Regions from separate parts of the Mus musculus genome. Here region 2 is linked to region 1. The links are chromatin contacts, called in public Hi-C maps. All regions are on one chromosome and are shown on one strand. The core of a region is the stretch at or near the end of the contact, and the rest is flanking DNA. Distances in the headings are between cores, read along the strand shown.

Evidence for each region. Hi-C and Micro-C count contacts between places; a contact is called where the count stands out from the background.
Region 2: a Hi-C map of cerebellar granule neurons shows a contact between it and region 1, with 2.0 times the contacts expected there. The contact joins two enhancer-like sites. A contact is called at or near these places in 1 of 484 Hi-C or Micro-C datasets (cerebellar granule neurons) and 7 of 115 datasets of contacts at active chromatin or transcription factors (acute myeloid leukemia, effector CD8 T cells, embryonic hindbrain and 4 more).

The regions. Positions count from the first base shown.
Region 1 is chr3:51,748,118-51,752,445 of GRCm38.p6, reverse strand. The region is part of intron 2 of Maml3 (mastermind like transcriptional coactivator 3); the gene reads left to right. Among named protein-coding and RNA genes, the nearest start is that of Gm46803, 43 kb to the right of the region's middle. Within about 2 kb of position 2,480, at least 119 of the 459 cell types and tissues checked have an H3K27ac peak or open chromatin away from gene starts, as enhancers often do. A contact at or near this core is called in acute myeloid leukemia and cerebellar granule neurons, where this site is marked.
Region 2 is chr3:52,067,574-52,071,901 of GRCm38.p6, reverse strand. The region is part of intron 1 of Maml3 (mastermind like transcriptional coactivator 3); the gene reads left to right. Among named protein-coding and RNA genes, the nearest start is that of Maml3, 35 kb to the left of the region's middle. Within about 2 kb of position 1,906, at least 340 of the 459 cell types and tissues checked have an H3K27ac peak or open chromatin away from gene starts, as enhancers often do. A contact at or near this core is called in acute myeloid leukemia and cerebellar granule neurons, where this site is marked.

The DNA.
Region 1 (4,328 bases), core at 1,231-3,730:
AGTTCAAAATGTCAGCTCTCGCTTACGCACAGGAAGCTAAAGAGCAAATCCACTTCTGTGGAGATTTTTTTCCAAAACAAAACAACCCAATTTCCCCCCTGATCCCTGGGAAATTAGCATCTGGCTTGCAGTTTCTGCGCCACCTTCTCGAAGAGGTCCTAGAGAAAGTGATGCAGGAAATCCCTGAAGTGCTGAGACTCCCTCCCTCATCCACACCCTTTCTGTTTCCCTGCTTCTGCGCAGTTAACCAAGTACTAAAGTAAAGGTGGCTCAAACAGCAGGCAGGGATTTCATTTCCTCAGAGTTGGGGAGATGGCAAACCTGAGATCGCTATGTTGACAGGCTCCATTTCTTCTGAGGCTCCTTGGGTGTAGAGATGACTGCCTTTGCCTTGTGTCCTAGCATAGTGTCCCTTGTCCTTCTACTTCCAAATTCCCCTCTTCTGATATGAACACCAGCCATACTGGATCAGGATGGCAGCTTATCACCACCCAACAGTCTTGTTCAGAGGTAACCTGATTAATACCATTAGTCTCTTTTGTGCCCCTTCAAGGATTTTTCCCTTAAACAGTATTTCGAGGACAAATCCTTCAGTAGCACTTTAAAATTAAGAACTCCCGTGTTTCTAGTTACAGAAATAAACAAATAAAGGGCTGTTGAGATGTGTGAATGAAGGGGCAGATCGCTAAGCGTTGCCTCTGGCACCGGGTAGCCATATTGTTCTCCCTGGTTGAGACCTTTTCAGATAATACTCCGCAGTGTGACTCCAGCCAGCTACAGCCTCGCAACCGCATGCAACCTGTTCCTGCCAGTGGGGATCGCCACACTCCATGTGAAAACAAAAGGGCACAGTTTCCACGCTCAGGTTCTCTCCTCAGGAGTACCACAGTCCCTGAGTAAGCAACAGAGCCCTTTCATGCCCACTGACGGCCATGCCGGCAGAATCCAGAACGCAGCTCTGCCTTCTGCTTTATTTTGTGCCTGGAGCCCTCTGGACATACTATGTAATATTTTCATGTAAATAGCAAAGCCCCAGCCACATCTTTGAGAGCAGCATTTAACACCACCCCAAAAGACCCAGAAGCTCTTAAGCACACATGCCTGCCCTCTGGGGACATGTGGCAGGGTGGCTGCTCTCAGCCCTGGCCTCTGAGCTTGCGTTCTCAAGCCAAGCTCCTCAGCCCCTGAAGAACCATTCTTTCAAGGCAGCAGAGGAAGGCGGTGGAGAGCCTCCCACATCCGATGACAGAGGGGAGTGCTGTGTGCACAGCAAGCGTAGCCCACCACAGAGACTGAAGGAACTGGGGTCCTCTCAGGAGGCGAGGGCCGCAGATATAGGTCACAGGTCACAGATATAGGTCAATAGTGGAGGGTGGTTGTTGTTGTTGTTTTTCGAGACAGGATTTCTTTGTATAGCCCTGGCTGTCCTGGAACTCACTCTGTAGACCAGGCTGACCTAGAACTCAGAAATCCACCTGCCTCTGCCTCCCAAGTGCTGGGACTAAAGGCGTTCGCCACTATGCCCAGCAATAGTGAAGCTCTTGCCTAGAAAGTAAGGAGTCTTTCAAACACATGGGGGAAAAAAATGCCACCGTTAGGCACTATGTGGGACAGGAATGAAATCTTAAAACTACTGCAAGTGCATCAAGAAAGGACATGCACATATCACACACACAGCATCCTCACCATACCACAGCAAGCATACAACACACACATACACACACCACACCGAACGCATACACATCACACATACATGTATATATCACATTCACCATATATACACACACATACACAACACATATACCCCTTCCCCCAACACACACACAGGAAATGGACATGCTCACCCAGTAGCAACTGGAGATCTCACACACACACACACACCAGGTACAAGACATACCCATAGCTCGCCCCCCAAACACACACACAAACAGAGGAAATGGCAGTATTCACCCAATAGCAGCTGAAGGACATAGACACACAGACACACATACATGCACAGACACACATATTCATATCCCACCCTCACACACACAGAGGAAATGGCAGTGCTCACATAGTAGCAGCTAGGGGTCATAGGCACAACAGAGGGAGAGGGAGAGAAAGAGAGAGAGAGAGATGTTATTGGGTGTTTGCCCAATAGCAGCTAGAGGTCACAGAGAGGTCATGGAGACAAAGTCCCAGCAGACTGAGGTTAAGTCACACCAGGAAGAGATGAGGGGTGAGTGACCCAGGGCCCTACTTGGTTGTTCCTCAGCAGACACAGGACTCTCACTGTCCTTGGAGTGGAATTGGCTCAGCCCCTGAGCCTGTGACTTGCCAGGATTGCATGGAATGCCATTGGAGATGCGAGACAATTTTAGAAACAGGAAATTGGAAGTGTGCTGCTTAAAATACTTGGGGCTGTGTGTACAAGAGAAGAGAGGGTCTGTGCATGTCTCAGAAGAGCGCTTGTGTGGACGCACCCAGGCTGGCTTGCGGGCAGCCAGGGCAGCCGGGAGGCATCAGGCTGGCCTGGCCTTGTCAGCTCCTGTCTTCCACAGAGACTGGCTTGTTTGGCATAGCCATTTTCTTTGCTTCAGAGTCAAAGCTGTCTGCCCCTTTTCTTCTCTCCTCCTGCACTGGCGGCGGCGGGGGTGGGGTGGGGACGTTGTTATATGTGGATACTCGGAAAAATAAACATGCATTTTAATATCCATGCTCCCCCACAGTCAGCAAGCGATTTCTTCCACCCAGGTGGAAAAAGGATAGGGCCTCTCTGACATGCTGGTTAGTCTGAAAACAGGCCGCTAAATGCATAATGAACAGCCTCAGAGGAGTCAATCTGCATGTTAAAATGGTGTTCAGCAGCCCAGGCTGTCACACAACATAATTTGAAGATGAATGTGCATCCAATCAGACGGCCGTTCGCTGACTGCAGAGTCCTGGCTATTAGGATTACCTGTCTGCTGGGTGGCCCCCAAATCTGTAGTGAGATGAATGGGGGTCCCCCTCAACCCTACCCAGATTTGCTAGAGCCAGACTAAGGTCAACATACAGATAACCTAAAGAGGACCCCAGCATAAAGACATGCTAGAGTCGGGAGATGGGCAGTGATGACAGAGAGGTATTTAGCCTGGCATTCAGTAGTTTTGAGCAGGTCTGCAACAGCAGGTCCTGCTGGCCACAGGCGTGGCTGGAGCCAGGGCCCGCCCGTCACTGCAGTTACAGCCTTCGCATGAATGATGCGCAAACCTCACTTTTGTCTCTGAGCGTTTGACACCAATTAGGACCTGACTCCAGGGGCAGAACTTCACAAGTACATGAGGAACACTGGAAAAATGAGGCTACAGACCAGAAATGAGCCATCTGCCTGGTAAAAACTGTATCCTCGAGGTAGCATTTACATGGGGACACCGGGCAGCGTGTCACTCATTGTCCCTTCCCACAGCTCCACAGCACAAAGGGGATTTCGGAGCCATGTTGCCTTTAAGGCCCTGTACTTGGAAAGCCTGCATGAACCTTTTTTTTTTTTTTTTTTTTTTTTAATTCTAAATGCCTGCTGGAGCTGCAGCTAAATGCCAAGCCCTGGGGAAGGCTTCATATTCGCTGCAGGTTTCATGCCTTGCTCCCGTCTTGAGGTTCCCAAATACTGAAAATAGGCAGCCTAAAGCCAAATTTGGGGCGTAGGAAATAGCAGTAAATAACATTATAAGGTCCTTCCTTGGTGGCGTCAAATCCTCTTCCGAAAGAAGGAGGGGGGGACAAATGGAACCCAGGTGCCAAAAGCCACAGGCTCTGCAGCAGAGCAATCTGCCTGCAGAGAAGCTGGATACAGTTTCTCCATGGGTTCCAGGCACACTGACTCTTGCCAGCCCCCCTACAGCTGCTCCCTGGCCAGCTTGACCTTTCATTACAGGCCAGCCAAACAAGCTAGCAGGAAGGCCACCTACGTTTAGTGGGTGTATGTTGGTCTAAGAGCCCTGTTCATTTGGCAGAACCCTCTAAAGAAGCCTATCCAACAGACAATTAAGACCTAATGCATCTATTTCTTTGTCCTCATGAACTGAAGTTGTCATTATGTCTAGTTGGTTAAAAAGAAAAAAAAATTCGTGGGATTATTCCAGAAAATGTCTTTTGAAACTGAGTTGACTAATTGTGTTAGTCAGCTTCGCATTACTATGACAAAATACCTGATGCATTCAACTTATAAAGAGAAAAGGTTTGCTTTTCCTCACAGTTCTAGAGATTTCTGTCTAAGCCAAGATCTGGTAACTGACTAGCTGGCCTTCTTTCTGTTTAGCTTTCCTTTCTTCCCCTTCCTTCATTATTTCTGTCCCCCCTTTTTTCCT
Region 2 (4,328 bases), core at 657-3,156, 320 kb before region 1:
TGGTATTTATAGTATGTGCTGTACTAATCAGTAAAACATTCAGTGACTCATTTCATCTTCAGAGCTAACCAGGGAGGTAGGGATGTTTTCAGCTGGGGAAACTGAGGCACAAGAATGGTCTCGGGCCTTGACCACGGTTCTATAGCTAGTAAGCCTACGTCTGGTTCCATATATTCTATCCATAGATAGTTGTTGCTGTTGCTACGGCTGTTACTTATTTTCAGGAAAGACCTCCTGTGTACTAGGCAAATGTTTTGTCACTACCCTCTACTCCAGCCCATGACTAATATTTTAGAAGGCCGAACACATTAGGAAAAATAGAAAAAAAACCAAACTCTTAAATGTTTAGATGTGGAGGTTGTGGCTGATGAAGGGGCATCTGTTCTGCCAGATGTCTAGCTGTGGGATGAAGAAAGGCCTGCAGTTGTGAATCTCCTTGTTTACTGCAGGCATTAGAAGGTATGAGCCAGTGGGCTTTCTTTAGGTTTGTTTCTCTGAGGTATTTGCATAAATTACTATGTGCAGTGGCCTGTGAGAAACCCTAGAAATGTCACACACAGGTTTCCCAAGAATTACCTATGCACTATGTCAGTTTTGTGGACTAAAAATTCTATCTTTCTCTCTCTCTCTGCTTCTCTCTCTCTCTCTTAATAACATTTATTTAGCTTGTGTGTGTGTGTGTGTGTGTGTGTGTGTGTGTGTGTGTATCCCACAGTGTGCATTTGGAAGGCAGAGGACAGCCTTCAGGAGTCAATTCCCTCTACTGTTCAGCTCCTGGGCATCAAACTCAAAGCAGTCAGTCTTGGTGGCAAGTGCCTTTACCAGCTGAGCCAAGTAGCTTTCTTCTCAAATATGAACTAATGACCTCAGATGTTGTGTGGTGTGCTTACAAAACCTGTTCTACTCCTGTGCTAACCTGAGACGATTGTAACTCTTTGGAGATCTGGCTGTAATTTAGAAACTTTTAACGTGTACCTTTGTGGGACTTGGAGGGGAAAAATTTGATTTGACCAATTTCTGTCATCTGTCAACTTAGATGTATTTTGATTTCTAAACAGAACTGTGGAAAAGACTTCTTTCTAATTGGGAATGCCTTGCTTTGTTACCTAGGAAACACCTGATTGTTTTCTTAGGGAAATATTCTGCAAATTAGACTTTTAAAGGTCTGTATTAAAAATGCGCATAAAACATAAAGCTACATTTGAAACTAGCTTTCGGCTTAAAAATTAGGTTTCTGTGTGGTCAGCAGACAAGTCAGAGAAGCATCGTCTGAAGGAAGACAATAGCCTGGGTTTAAGAAAATTCAGTGTTTGGATCATTGTCATTAGCCTCACAAATGTTTGCTTTCAGGTTGTAGTAAAGAAAATCGAAGATAATGGCTTTGCCCCTAACTCCCATTTTTCTTGTATTAAGATCTAAGACCTACCTCAGTTCACATGAGACAGAGCCCCAATTTTTGAGAACAAACTGTAGAACTTCTAAATTTGAGGAAGAAACTGACCCTTTTTAAAAAGACATATTCCAGTGAAAACCAAAGGCAGCCAGAGCCTGGACCTCTGGATGTGTCAAGGAGCCTCACCTACCTCGGGTGTCTAGCATGTCCTCGCAGGGACCTGTTGGTGGTCTGTGCAGCCACAGGGAACCTTACACGAAAGGCACCTGTGCTTGCTAAAAATCTGCTCCGAGAGTGGAAAAGCAGATCCAAAATGCTAATCCTTTGTCATTGGTCACAGTCCCTCGACACTTCTTTACCAGCTAACTGCTACTGATTCAATTTGGCCAACTGTGCTTAGCTTCCTTAAAACCTGCCGCAGTTTCGGTTGAGTAAAGCGGTGATTCATTTCCTGCCCCGTGGGGTGTCAGCCAGCTCTAATGGTTTTGTCTGCAAGAGCCCACAGCTGCCCAGGATGGCGGGAGGGAAGCAGTGGGGCTAGCGCCTGGGCTTAGAGCGGCACTTTCCCGCGGCATCGGGAAGGGATTGAACCCAGGCAGTCGATTCAGGTTGATCATTTGGTTTTGTAGAACATACGTCCTCTTGATTTCTCCTGTCCGTCAGGAGCGCAAGAGAACAAGCAAGAGAAATGTTCTCTGTGTGGGTGTCTTTCCCAGGAGAGCGCCCGAGCGACACTTCAGATCTCGTTTATGCAGCATAGCTTGATTAATTTGGCTGGTTGTTCAGAATATGTAGCCATTGTAGTACAGCTCTAGCTTGCTTTCTCTCTCTCTCTCTCTCTCTCTCTCTCTCTCTCTCTCTCTCTCTCTCTCTCTCTCTCTCTTTCTTTTTTTCGTCCCTGGTCCCTGAGACAGGATCTTACTGCGTATTTCTAGCTGTCCCTGAACTCACAGAGATCTACTTGCTTCTGCCTCCCAAATGCCACCACGCCCAGCCGCCCGAATACAGCCTTTTGTATTGTGTGAAAGTATCAGCAAAGAGAAAGAGATTTTCAGTCTTGTGTTTAACCTCTTCAGGACGGTGTTTTTATTTTCGGTTTTAAATTACACTTATTTATTTTAGGGGGCACTCACTACAGAGGTCAGAAGACAAGTTGGTTTTATCCTTGTACCATGTAGGTTGTCCTGGGAATCAAACTCAGCTCCTCCCGCTTGGCGGCAACCGCCTTTACTTGCTTAGCCATTTTGTAGTCCCATCTTGTTTGTTTCTGTGGAATCAGCTTTTCTGAATCTCAAGGAAAGAATAAAATAACAAGAAATGCTGTCAGCAAACCAGAGTGTTGCAGGTTGGATGGTTAGAGTTCAGAGTTGGCACATGTTTCTCCATCACTTTTCTTTCAAAGTAAGGTGAATCAGTACCCATTTTCTGGATTAAAATAGACACGTGAATGTGTGTCTCATTTGCATATTTTGCGGGAAAATTTGTTAGGTTCAAATGCAAAGTTCAAAAGGATGATATTTGCTTTGTTAAGAAATCAGTTTGGGGCTGGAGGGATGGCTCTGCAGTTGGAGCACTAACTGCTTCCCAGCACACAGGTGGATGTTACCAAACGTCTGATGCTGTTCTCCAGCTTTGGAGGGTCCTCATGTGCACAAGCCCTCCCCATTTCATGCACACGTTTTTAAAAGCATATTTATGTGTGTATATATATATATATATATATATATATATATACACACACACACACACACACACACACACACATATGTGCCTTTAAAGGCACATACATATATGTGAATTTTAATTTTGCAAAATAGTTATTTTACTATCCATCTAATAATGAATTGTCACACACACACATATATATATACATATATATTTACCTTTTCCAGAAATATCTCAGTTCAAAAATTGGATATATTTACATTTTGCACCTGTTTTTAGTTTCAGTCAAGGAGTATTTTGCACATGTTTAGAGTCCCAAAGAAGTGAACTTCCACACTTGTTCTTGAGTCTGAACATGAATGCCAGTGTCAGCTGAGGAGACCATTCCTCCCTCGAGCTATACTGGAGATGGTCTTTCACATTCATTTCACAGATGCAGGGTTCTGTTGGTGGAGACATTCACTCTGTGCATTCATTGGCATACTCAGTTAATTGTACTACGGCATCTTTCCCCCCTTACCCAGAGTTCTATTTTAAAAGCAGAAATTGAGAGTGTTCATGGAGAGTAAGACCTTTAGTTCCAAGAGGAAGGAAAACATCTACTAAGCCTTTGTTTTTTGTTTTGTTTTGTTTTTAATGGATTATTAGGGGCTATGAAGAACTCGGTAGTGTGAACTTACGTGTGGAAGTCTACTCAAAATCTTTGAACAAATAATGAATTGAAAACAAATGATTTTGCATAGCTGTGTAGGACAAACGTCGAACATGGTTGGTTGTGTTGAAGTGAGGTGCAGGAATGCTATGGTCATGTCAGACCCGAGCTTGGCACTTTTTATAAATGAGTCACCTGGTCTGTGAGTTGTCTAGCAGTGTGTTCCCCTGCTGAAAACCTTAGGGCAAGCGAATTGAAAAAATAGATGCTTCCACACTCATGACGATTAGGTCAAGCTAGGGAAAGCTGCTCAATACTCCTTGGATGTGATGATCATGCTATGGCTGCCTATTTGAACCAAGAAACCCTAAGTTCTAAAGGTACATTCTACAATATTTACGGGTGGAATATTATGACTGCAATTTTCTTTCATGTAATATGGCAAGGGAAAATAGGTATTAAACATGGATGAAGAAGTGTAGGCCAGAAATGAAGCTGGGTAATGGAGACTTATTACCTCACTCTACTTAAATATTTGGGAATAGAAAGTTTTTGGAAATGAGAAGAAGGCAGAAGAAATGGCTCAGGGGATAAAGTGTTTGCCGCATAAGCCTTGAA